Linked DNA regions of Mus musculus: region 2 is linked to region 1. Evidence: chromatin contacts called from public promoter capture Hi-C data. All regions are on one chromosome and are shown on one strand. The core of a region is the stretch at or near the end of the contact, and the rest is flanking DNA. Distances in the headings are between cores, read along the strand shown. Region 1 holds the start of 4931419H13Rik (RIKEN cDNA 4931419H13 gene). Region 2 holds the start of Spg20 (spastic paraplegia 20, spartin (Troyer syndrome) homolog (human)).

Evidence for each region. Capture Hi-C pulls out chosen DNA fragments and counts their contacts.
Region 2: a contact with region 1 is called in a promoter capture Hi-C map of adipose tissue. The contact joins the promoter of Spg20 here to the promoter of 4931419H13Rik in region 1. A contact is called at or near these places in 1 of 39 promoter capture datasets (the SN4741 cell line), 1 of 15 datasets of contacts at CTCF or cohesin (the NIH/3T3 cell line), 2 of 484 Hi-C or Micro-C datasets (embryonic stem cells and nephron progenitors), 1 of 115 datasets of contacts at active chromatin or transcription factors (embryonic stem cells) and 1 of 9 other capture datasets (adipose tissue).

Annotation. Positions count from the first base shown.
Region 1 is chr3:55,051,562-55,057,892 of GRCm38.p6, forward strand. It overlaps 4931419H13Rik (RIKEN cDNA 4931419H13 gene), which reads left to right and starts at 3,681. Exons shown (of 8, transcript NR_040593.1): 1 at 3,681-3,875. Ccna1 (cyclin A1) reads right to left here and starts at 3,494. Exons shown (of 9, transcript NM_007628.3): 1 at 3,404-3,494; 2 at 2,772-2,957. The coding sequence starts at 2,936.
Region 2 is chr3:55,109,337-55,115,667 of GRCm38.p6, forward strand. It overlaps Spg20 (spastic paraplegia 20, spartin (Troyer syndrome) homolog (human)), which reads left to right and starts at 2,772. Exons shown (of 9, transcript NM_144895.2): 1 at 2,772-2,881.

The DNA of each region.
Region 1 (6,331 bases), core at 2,431-4,930:
CATTTCCTTCCCAAGAAAACTTCATGACTTCAGAACTCTATGCTACAGAAGTGCTCTCACATGGTATGAAAATCTGTTTGCACAACAACATCCTCACTCTTGGAGAACTTTTCTCAAGTCATTGCTTTTCTTTATTCTTACAGCAAGAATGGGAACAATGGTGGCCCTGTCGTAGTGAACACTCGCAACTGGCAGCCTTAGGAGAGAGACGTGCATGGAAGCCAGGTGAGCCAGGGCAGCCTTAAGCTGGGCCTTGGCTCCTACAGACACCATCGTCATCCACTGTGAACATTTTGCTTGTACTTATCTTGGTATTTATTGGACGCCACTTTCCAGTTCCTATGTCACTCCGTGAATTTACTTTCCACTGAGCAAGTTAAACTTACACTCACTAAGAAAAACAATTTGTGATAAAAATGTTAGGGGAAAAAAATCCCAAGAGACAAGTTACAACCAGCTATGACTCATATGACTCATGCTACTACTGAGGTTGAGTTTCTCTCTCTTCTCTCTCTCTCTCTCTCTCTCTCTCTCTCTCTCTCTCTCTCTGTGTGTGTGTATGTATGTATGTATGTATTTACAAACACTTGCTGGGGGATCTTCTAGGTGCCTCTCTATCTCTGTGTATATGTGTGTGTATGTATGCATGTATGTATGTATGTATGTATGTATGTATGTATGTATGTATGTGTGTGTGTGTCTGTGTGCCATGAACAAGGCACTGAGGAGAGGCAATGTGCAGTACAACATATCTAGAGAGAGAACTGTTCTCCAAACTGAGCAAGAAGAAATGATTTCAAAAGAGGAAGAAAGGTCAATTATGTGAAAGGTGCCAATATATCAAGAAAGAGAAAAAAAAACTGAACAAGAGAAGACCCAGAAACAGAGAGCATCCAGTCAACAAACTGTGCTCCTTTGGCCAGGTACATCACTCTTATAGACAATAGGAATGCCACAGAGGTGCCATCCCACATTGTCACCTTGGTGGAGTGCACATCCTATTGAGCTCTCTGATTTCCAAGAAATCTTGGTGTAGCTGGGGCAGTAGCTGCACAGAGCTGTGTGGCTGGATGAGTTTGAAGGTGGGAAGTGATTCCCACACATCTGTGCATGTTTGGGTCTGACCCCAAAGAGAAGGGAAATTGGAGAAAGAGACGTTGTTGGAGAGTCACCTTGGAAGCCAAGAGGCCATGAGGTGTTTCATTACAGGTGCAAGAGCTGGGGCACAGCAGTCACAGAACAGGGCAGGAATGGCACAGGGGAGCATTTAGGGTAATGCTAACCCAAAGTGAACAAACCTGCAGTGCCAGCACTGGGAAAGCAGGGGAAGGAGGCTCCGGAATTTGAGGTCATTTGGAGCTACAAATCAGGTCAAGGCCAGCTTGTACCAGACTCCTGCTACTTCCCAGAGAGGGGAGAAAGACAGAAGGTTCGGGCTATGGCATGCTTCCGAGGAATCAGGCATCATGTTACTCCTCATTCTGAAGGAACGGGAGTCATAGAAGATTAAGGGGTAAGGCACCAAGATGACTTCAGGGTAAAGACACTTGCTGCCAAGCCCAGTGACCTGAGTTCAAGACCTGGAAGGAGAAAGGGGGCTTTCAAACCTGCCCTTTGACCTCCACATGAATGCTGTGACAACGTGTGCTCACAGACAGACAGCATGCATGTTCGCTTGCCCATACACAGTAATAAGGAAATCAAATGATTTTAAAACCAAAATGCAAACAGATAAATGAAAAAAAAAAAAAAAAAGAATGGGAATGAGGCAGCAGAGGGCATGGTGGAGTGTAGAGGGGCCACCAAGCAGTGGCTCCAGGCAGCACAGGTGTGAATGTGAAACAAGGTCATTTAGTACAGACACTGGTTCTAATTCATAAATTCAGGTCTTAGATTATATGTTTAAAGAACTGAACATTGCTAATCAAGTTCTATTTAAATTACTTTCACTTAACTTGACCCAAAACATTAAAAGGATCACAGTGGATCAAAGCCCAACAAAAGGCAGTGGACTCGAAGGCAGCAGATGAGAGGGCCTCTGAATGGGCCTCTACCACACTTTGTACTTCCGGACTGGACTCTTGTAAGCACTGGATTCCATAGACTTGTAATAGAGGTGAAGCATCATCATCATTATCTAGCAGCAGGATCAAGGGAGATTTTATTTTCTATCTCAAAAAAAAAATCATTGTTGTAGATTCAGATTTCTTCTCTTAAATGTCTGAATATCTGTCTTCAAGGGAAAATCCTTTAGTCAATTTGAAGCAGACAAGTAAGCAAATACCTCAGTGACCATTCCTGGTCTGTAGTGGTAGAGATGTGTGCTCTAATACCAACCTCTAGTTCATAAAGTAAGCTGGTGTATCCTGGTACACACAGTGCGGCCACAGAACACAACACAAGCTCTCCCCGATTAATTCGTGGTAGCCTAGCTCCTACTGAACATCTTTCTGGCGGCTCAGAGCATCTCCAGGGCTATAGGACAGTGTAATTTCATTCTTTCTGACTAGCCCTTGAATCACTTAACCCAAACAGTTCCTACATACACATATGCACACATGTGCACACACGTGCACACAGATGCACACTATCATAGAAAGCCTTCTTTGTCCTTGGCATCGTTCTCCATGTATTTGACATGCAGGCACAAGTGCATGAGTGCATGCACACACACACACACACACACACACACACACACACACACACACACACGCATACTGCCACAGCAAGCCTTCTCCGTGGCATATTTCCTGGTGCTCCTGGGTCATTACCTGGCCACAGGTCCTCCTGTACTGCTCATTTTCAGTCAACACCCCTAGCACGGTTCTCTGTGGGGGATCCTGGCCAAGCTGAGCTCTGCTGAGCATTTGACAAGCATCAGGACCTTGGCCCACTGGAGGCAGAGCGACTCCACTCTTGGAGCTCTGGCGATGCATTGCCTAGTAAGCCACAGCCTGCTGCTATCCAGGAAAGAGGAGACACAGTTAGTTTACCTCTCAACCTAGGGACCCGGAAATGCAGAGAACTCTGGAGTGCCAAGCTCCAGAGTCACTACCAATGTCCCAACTTCCCGACAAACATTAAGGTCCCAAGTGACAGCTCAGGCATCAGAGCAACCAACTCAGAACCAAACAATGGCTGAATGGGCTTTAATATGACCCCAGGCTAAAGGTTGCAGAGAGAGCCGGATGGAGCCCAAACTCCACGCCAGGATTGTCTGCCCACATTGATTTAGGGCAGAGGGAAGCAGAACCTAAGATTCCTGATCCTCCTTCCCTCGCCCCCTTCCAGATTTGATTCAAAATCCAAGATCCCTGGCTGGGAAAAGGTGAGTTCCCTTCCCAAGTGACAAGCAGGCGCTTCTCTCCAGAAGTAAGGCCCCCAAACCTGCTTGGGAACCCACAGCAGGCCCTGCTTCTCAGGTTCTTCTCTGTCTGGGCGATTAGCAAGCGCACCCCGGCCGGGGCCGGGCGGGCGGGGCCGTGCGCGGAGGGAGGGGACCCGGAGAGGAGAGATTCCAGGGGGCCGGTTCCAGCAGCCTCGGCTAGTGCGCTCGCCACTGAGGACTTTCGACCCAGCCGCGTCTGTTGAATCAGCCAATCAGCGGCCACCCCGAGCCCAGCAGAGCCGCTTCCATGCCAACCGCGGCGGGCGTGCGCCCGGGTCCTCATCGTCCTGGCGACCGCTCACCTGCAGCTCTGCCCGCTGATGCTCGGCCCCCGGGGCGCTGCCGGGCGGGGCCAACCGCGCAGCCCCGGGCTCCTGAACCGCAAAGCCAGGCGTGCCAGGCGCACCGAACCGCACTGCACCGCACGTCGCCACTTGCACCCCTCTGGTCGATGTCACCAGGGAGGGCTGACGGCGGCTTACACACGGTAGCCTCCCTGAAAGGGACAGTTCCCCAGGAGCCGGTTCCCCCAACAGCTACGAACCCCTCCCGCCAACGTCTCCTGCGCGGCCCGCTCCCGAGAACCCTGGCTCGGGAGAGCGACGCGGGGTCCTCGGGCTGAGGCCGCGGCGCCCTCCTGGCCGGCCCGAGGGCGCGGCTCGCTCCCCTTCCCCATCTCCTTCTCTCGGACGCCTGCCCCACGGGCTCCCGACCCTGGGCGGCGGAGGGCTGTGCCACAGCTTAGCCTTCCAGGGTGGTCAGGGGCCGGAAGTGTGGCAAAGGGAGCCGGGAGAGATTTGGGGCCGTAATGTAACTCGAGGTGCCCCAGCCACCCGTGAGAGGTCTTCCCCTTGGGCACCGCTGGTGCGGGGAAGAGGAAGGAATGCGGGGAGCCTCTGTGGCTTGGATGTTGAGAGATTCTGAGCTGAGGTCATTGCTCCGATGACCCGGCCACGGCCACGTGTGAAAGGAGAGTCCCAGGACTGGGAGTGGGAGTTTAACCAAAAAGAAGGTTCTAAAAGGGCAAGGCAATTCTTGAATCATGGAAACCCTGGCACTTGTAGAGGTGACAGGCAATCAGCAAACTGAGTTTACATAATTGGTTAACTTTTTTTGAAAATATATACACACGTGTACTCACATATATGTGAGCACCAGATGTATATGTCTATGCATCATATATCAGTATATATGAGTGTATATGCATACATGCACAGACACACACACACACACACATCCTGTAACTGCTTTTGCTTAGAAATAAAATCCACCCCTAAATTCTAAAAGCAGTTCCAAAGGCCATCCAAACTTTAAGCAAAGGTCGTTAGCCTGCCTAAGTGTATTATTAATTGATGCGTTCACGAGAGAGGGGGTTAGCAGATGTGAACTGTCTCAACCGACTAGACGCAGAAGATTCTAGGAAAAGTGTGGCCCATCTTGTGGAGAGGGCTTTGCGAAGCGTTTCACCAACCCATACTGGATGCAGAAGCGCAAAGCTTCCTTGTTCTGGATGACATGTTGCATCCTCTAATTCTCAATTCTCGTGCCTTCAAACATGGAGACAACACACAGGATGCGGGAACATCTTGGTTGCTGCCATAGATGTTCATAAGTCATCCAGGCCCAAAGGAGCTGTTTTGCAAGGTGCTCTGACTGGTGACAGGCTATGCCTACGCGACTTCCTGGAAATCTCCCAAGAAAGCCAAACCGTTGTTGTGATTGCTGGGTGTGGCTTAAGGTCTCAGCTGGAGCCTGGTAACAAGTTCAGACAAGAGACTGACAGGCTTGGGAGGGGACATTTTTTTTTTTTTTTGGTGCTAAAATTTTGTTTTATTTTAAGCCAAAATAGCCTGAAATATTCCTATCTGTTATAACTTTTTCCAGAAGAAAATGCAAAACACACAAAGCAGGTAGTACTACAGGACAGGATACCTGCATCTTCTGACCAAGTCTCAGTGGCTCCACCAGAAAGAACCATAGCAAAGGGGCTACCTGGCAACATAGGCCAGCCAAAGCTATAAAACCTGGTCATCTCATCTATCAACGAAGTGTTACTTCTTGTCAGTGCATATAGTGTACTAAAATTAATGAAAACCTTCATAAAAACGGTCCGCAGCAGATACATACAAGCAGGATCTGCAGCTGTCTATCAGCTTCCACTTGCGCAGTTAACTTATGACTGATCCTTGAGTATATCCAGTCACATTGAGAGCAGCTTGTCCAGAACTGCTTCTTTGCATGTGTACTGTGTTGTCACAGCTGTCCCCATGTGCCAGAGCCAGAGCCCAGACCCTGCCACAGGGAAGGAACTTAGGTTGGAGGCCTGGAGCTGCAGAGTGATGATGTGTGGCTGATGGTCTCTCCTGGGTAGCACTGTTGGCCCATGCTGCCTACCTCATACATCGACTGTGCACAAGGGCTCACCACCAGGCTGGGCAGATGCTACAATTGACATCTTGGGTTTCTTCCGAGTCTCCTCCCGCTCTGCAGCCAGCCTCTTCATCTCTTCTTGTAGCTTGCTCAGGATGTGAAGGTTGGGCCTGTTCTTCTTGGCATACTGCTGTAGCTCTATCACACTCTTGTCAGAGGTCTCCTGCTTGACCATTTTGCTGCTCTCACGACCATACATGTGCAGTAAGGAACCCCAGTTCTTGACATGTGGGTGCAGCAGCTGAAGGATTTTCTGAGATGCTAATTGTTTCCCAAGGGAGGGGACAATCTTGATGTGTTCCTCTTGATCTGGGGGGTTGTTCCTGTGAGCTTTCTTTTCAAACTTCTCAATTCCTAGGATTGGAGCTTAAGAATCTAGTCGGGACCTAAGGAAGATGTTTACAAAGACATCTACAGAAATGTCTATGGTCATTAGGCTGCCTTCACATAGATAAGAAAGGTTGATGGAGACAGCCTGAGAGAGAGAGAGCACACGCTATTGGTGGAGAGGGT
Region 2 (6,331 bases), core at 1,522-4,021, 57 kb after region 1:
GTTGGTAGTGAGAATGGCCCTGAAGGTCAGCATTTCACCGGTACAATAGCTTAGTTGTATACTTAGCAATAGCCTAGCTGTATACAGAAGCAGTCATGAACATAATTATATCTCACAGAACCAAGACTAAACATGTATCCAACTTAACTTGTCCACTCTTTGAATCCCCACATCCATCTCATCAGTGAGGATGAGAAAATGGAGAGTTGTAACTGGTAAGAGCCCCTGGATTTTTATCAAAATACATATGACCACAGAGCACATAACCGGAACTGGCTTAGAAGCAGCCTGTGCAAAGTAGGAGCCCTCATTGCTAGCCAAGTCATCCATATCATGCTGACCATTTAAAATGCAATGGTAATACTTAATCAGAGATATCAAACTGATCAAAGAGGATAAAAAGCCTCAGATAAAACTTTTACCCTAATTTTACATATGCTGCATACTTTTCATTGAAGCCATTAAAATATACGACACTGTGGTATTTTGTGGCTCTGTAAAACCCCAGAAAAAAAAAAGGGGGGGAATTGTTTTAAATTTAAGTCTCTACAAAGTTCCTAATAGAATGCAGCAAATGAAGAAACATCCCTTAAAAAACAAAACAAACAAACAAAAAATCCCTAAAACTCAATAAGAACAGCAACGTTTTTGGCATTTGAATCTAGTCTTTCTTTCTCTCCCTCACTCCTTCTCTCCCCTTCCCCCTTCTCTAATGTCACTGAAATGGAAACTACCCCAGATGCTTACAGCCAAGAGCAGGGTCCATGGCCAGCAGTTGAGAGGGATTTCCTCCCCAGAAGGAGGGGTCCCAGCATCTCTCCTACTACCTCTCCTCCCTGTTGCTGAAGCTAGGTTAGGGATGAGAATGGCTGCAAGTGTGTGTGTGTGTGTGTGTGTGTGTGTGTATGTGTGAGTGTATGTGAGTATGTGTGTGTGTGTGAGAGAGAGAGAGAGAGAGAGAGAGAGTGTGTGTGTGAGAGTGTATGTGATTGTGTGTGTGTATGTGATTGTGTGTGTGAGTGTGTATGTGTGAGTGTATGTGAGTATGTGTGTGTGTGAGTGTATGTGATTGTGTGTGTGTGAGTGTGTATGTGTGAGTGTATGTGAGTATGTGTGTGTGTGTGTGTGAGTGTGTGTGTGTATGTGTGAGTGTATGTGAGTATGTGTGTGTGTGTGTGTGTGTGAGTGTGTGTGTGTGTGTGTGTGTGTGTCCCATCTAGATACCACTAGAGGATGAAGACATTAATTTGAACACTGCATGCTGGAAATACCTGGTCCCAATCACTCCAAATTGTCAATCTTTGTAAAGCCATTTTGAAGTATTTCCTAGAAATTGAGTGTGTGAGTAACTATAATTGGTAGCAAGTAGATCTGTAGACAAGTGACTTAATTTTATTGCCTGAAGAAATGGAGGGATTCTTTGTCTAACACACACACACACACACACACACACACACACTAGATATGACATTGTAAAATGATTTTGAGCATATGATTTGAAAGCAGTTAAAGAATAAAGGCAGGATGCCATTATAAAATCCTACCTGATTCACTTAAACAAAATAAATAGGAGTGTGTCCTAGTTATATTTGTTGCTATGATTCAGAGGAATAAGAAGAGGTTTAACTCAGGTCACTGGTCCAGGTTATAATCCAGTATTATGAGAAAGTCAAGCAGGAAATCAAACATCTAGATATATCACACCTACAGTCAAGAGCAGGGAGAAAGGAATTAACTCAGGCTTGCCTGCCTGATTGCTTGTGCCTAGTGCATTTTCTCCATTCTTTCAAGGCCTCCTATCTTGGAAATGGTGCTGCCCACAGTGAGCTGGGTCATGCCACATCAATTAACTTAAGACACCCCCCACACATCCAACCTAACGCAGACCATCTCTCATCGGGACTCTACCCAGGTGATTACAGGTGGTGTCAAGAGAGGGAAAGGAATTTTACAACGACTGAATTATTTGAATCAAGATAAATGGATAATTTTATGAACAATTCTAACTAGGGGTAGACTTTGCTGGGCTGGTTTTGGTTACTTAACACTCCCACCAGTAAGGCAGGAGGACCGGAAAAAAAACCATCTTGCCAAACCCTTTTCTGCTTATCTTTTGATTACAGCCATTCTAATGAGACAGAAGTTACATCTCATTTTGATTTGAGTTAGCCTGAAGACTCGTGATAGTCACTATCTTTTGTTTGTTTGTTTGTTTGTTTTCGAGACAGGGTTTCTCAGTATAGCCCTGGCTGTCCCGGAACTCTCTTTGTAGACCAGGCTGGCCTCGAACTCAGAAATCTGCCTGCCTCTGCCTCCAGAGTGCTGGGATTAAAGGCGTGTGCCACCACGCCCGGCGGATTCACTATCTTTTGATATTCTTTCTGGTGGTCTGTATATCTTGTCTAAAGAAGGATCTACTCAAATCTTTTATTCACTTTTAATTGTTGCACTTATAAATTATTATGGTGTGTTCTTTATGGATTACAGAGCAAATAAAAAATAATGACCTCTTCTTCACTGCTGAGCCGTCTCTCCAGCCCCCAGCCTTGTGAGGTTTTTGTTTGTTAGTTTGTTTTGTTTTTATGTCACAGATTTAACACTTTGCACAGGTCAGGCAAGGTCCCAGGTTCCAGGCAACCATTTGTTCTCCCAATCCTCAGTGCCCGACCCAGGTCTCCCCCTGGCGGCCGGAAGCTGTCATTGCCGTGGCACTGCGGGTCCCTTCGGCGGCCCCAGGGCAGCCGGTACGGAGTGCGCAGGCGCGGTCCGACGTGGCCTGGGCCTGGCTGAGGCCGGAGGGTGTGTGGGGCCTGCAGTTGCGCGCTCTCCGTGGGCTCTCGGGCTCGGAGCGGACCGCTGGCTACCCGTGCGCCTTTGGAAGGTCAGAGTGGGCAGAAGCTCAGCTCCGCGCCGGTGTGGTGACGCGTGGGCGGGGCCGGACCTAGAGGGCGTCACGCGGGGCTTTGTGAGCCGGGTCCACCCCGGGACGCCCAGCGGGGGTGGGGGCTGCGGCCCGGGTCCAGGCGGCATCTTGCTGAGAGCCCTTCTGCCAAGGAAGTTTCCAGAAGTCCTGCTGAGGCTATTCCAGCTAGTACTGAAGGAGCCTTCGCCCATCTTTCGTCTCCTACAGCTCTGGCCCGGGGAGCGGCGCTCAGGTCCTAGATCCTCCTGCCCCAGGAACCCGCGCATCCCTGGTGCTGGCCCTCCCATCCTTGGTCCCTTCTTATCCCCGGCGCTGGTCCTTCAATCCTGCGCCCCCGCGCATCCTTGGTGTGCGTTTACCTATCCCTGATCCTCGCTTGTCCCTTGGTTCGGATCCTCCCATCCCTGATCTCTGGTGATCCCTAGTGTGCGTCCGCCACTGTTCCCTCTCCAAACCCCACTGGCTTTCTTGCTCCTCTACAGCTTGTCCAACGTTGGCAGCTGAAAGCGCCAGGAGCCACAACACTGGCAGTGAATGGAGCGGGCATTGGTAATTGGGATACAAGTTTACTGGCTTCCAGCATCTCAAAGGACCCCCGAGGCCTAACTTTAGGTCTAGAAAAGTTTTCTCTGGGAGTGTGTGTGGTTTTGTGAGGCTACTTTATTGCTCTAGTGTACGGCTGGTTCCGTTATTCCCCATGGTTGTGGGATTGCTTAAGGATCCTCGAGATTTGCTTTGTTGTATTATAAACGGAACGGTTTTTGATCGATGAAATGACCCTCGGATACCTAAGAATTTAGCAACTGTTTTAAAATTTTCAGAAGCAATTAAGTGAATAATGAGTGCTCCTAGTTCTGAGGGAACTGGTCTTGGTTGGTGTGCCTTCCTGATGGTCTTAATTGTGTTTGTGGAGGACTTGTTTGAAACAGGAAACCTCTGTATTTTGAGGAATGTGGTTTGTTGCCCACGTGGTGCGCGGTACAATCTGAAACATACAGTTCCCAAGCAAGAAAGAATTGTTGGAATGGTTCTAGAGTTGAACCCTCCCTGACAATCAGTCCCCCATGTTCCCGACCCAGATAGGAGGAGTGAGGGATGTAGCTTAGTACAGTATGCTCAGTATAGTTGATCATGAAATATTGTACACGTCAGAGAGAGACGAAAATCTGCTACTTTCATTTTAAAAATGTTATATCTGGGTGATGAGTAAATTAGCCTTATTTCATCATTCTATATTTAAATTAAAAGTCTGAATAATGGGACTGGAAAGATGGTTCAGCAGTTAACAGGTTATCTGCACTTGTAGAGTACCCAGTGCCCATTTCCAGCTTCACCGGAACCTCCCCTCCCCCACATATGCATAATTAAAAATACTAAAAAACAAATATTAAAAAATTAGAATAGTTCAAAAATCAGACTTCACAATCACTTTGTACCCTATAAATGTTAACCTGCCAGTATATAATCTGAATAACAAACCCTTCCCATTCCCCGTTTTGTAACAGACCAGGCATGCTGGCATCAGAACTCCTGTTGCTGGCTGTTTCCCCATAAGCACAGTTATTTGCTACTTTCTCTGTCGTGGAATAGAACTGAGTTTCCAAGTATTTTTAATCAGAACTTTACTTCTGGTGCAGAGTGAACCACATACATAGCTGAGTTTAAAGTAGGTGTTTCTTACATCTTTTATTAGAAAATTTAAACAGGAGTGAGGACACTAACCCTGAGGACCTGAGTTCAAAAACCCCCAAACCTGTATAAAGGTATAATCTCTGCCCTCATATTGGGAGATGAGAGGCAGAGACAGGAGACTCCCCAGAAGCTAGCCTTGTCTACCAAACAGGAAAACACAAACAAACAAACAAACAAAAAGAAGCAAAAGACCCTGTTTCAGACAAGGTGAAAGACCAGGACATACACCCAGTTGTCCTCTGACCTCCCCAGGCCCCAGGGCATGTGACTGCCAACATTTTACAAGCAGAGATCTGTATACACAAGTGAGAGAGAGAGAGAGAGACAGAGAGAGAGAGAGACAGAGAGACAGAGAGAGAGAGAGACAGACAGAGAGACAGAGAGGGAGACACAGACACACACACATAGAGACAGAGAGAGAGGGAAACACAGACACACACACATAGAGACAGAGAGGGAAACACAGACACACACACAACAGAGAGACAGAGAGAGAGACAGAGACAGACAGAGAGAGAGCGTGAATATGTTTAAAAGTCCACCCTTGTTATCTAGAGCAGGTATTGGTTCGTGACTTGGTGATTGGACTGTTAAGCTAATGAAAGCACTGTTTATTTAGTACTTTCGATTGGCACTCCACTTTCTTGTAACCAACATTGAGAATTAAAGCATATGAAATCATTAACTTTTCAATCTTTTTGAGACATTTGGTAAACAGTTTTTTTTTAGAGTTTTTTTTTTTTTTTTCCACAGTTTTTTTTCAGTGCCCAGATATGCCTGGGCACTGCTTGATTCTCTGTTTATTCTGAGCACATGAGTCCAGCCTGCTGCCCAGAAGCCAAAAGCCACAGAGCCATGGCTGCAGCCCAGCGCTTCATAGATGGCACTGTCAGAAGGTTACACTCTCCTAAGTTCACGCCTTCTTGTGCCCCAAGGGAAATGAAGTATGGAATGTTTGTCCTGTGGCTTCTGAGAGGAAGGGGTTGGAATCCGTGGAAGCCTAAGGCATTATGACACAGCAGAATAGATTGCAAGGAACGTGTGTCAGCAGTGACCCCAGGATAGGACAAACATGGGTTTTTATATTGCCACTTGTATATGCTAGTTCCTGAATTGGGGGCTGATCTTGTCTTGTCCACTGTCTTAAAGTCCACTCTATTGGCTCGTTTTTCACTACTAGGAAGTCTCACTACTAAAGTCTGTGGTGCCTTCATTGTGTAGAGTTATAGAAGCACTCTTCTATTCCTTGATGTTTGTTTTGGTTTTTTTTTCCTGTCCTGAGAAGCTGTAAGGAGTCCACAGTGACCAGCAGGGGCACATGTGACAGTTGACTGTTAGCTGTCAGACATATTGGACTTGACATAAACTCTTAAGTACAGTGTAGGCTGTCTTTCTAAGACATGACACAAAGAAAAGCAAAGTATTTACAAATCATTTTTATAGTGGTTACAACTCAGAATAATAGTGTGGCTGTATTTGATAAATAAAAGCTATCATTAAAATTTCACCTGTTTCATTTTACTTTGTTAGTGGTTCCTGGAAAATAAAAATTAATTTTGTGGCCCCCAGTGTAATCTTTCTGGACATGACTGCTGCAAAGCTTTCATTTATTTGGTAAAGTAAGTAATTCAGCTTCACTATATACATGAAGAATTAACTACTTTTGTAAGCCAACCTGTCTCCCTTCCAAGGCAGCTTGGATCAGTCTTCTGACCC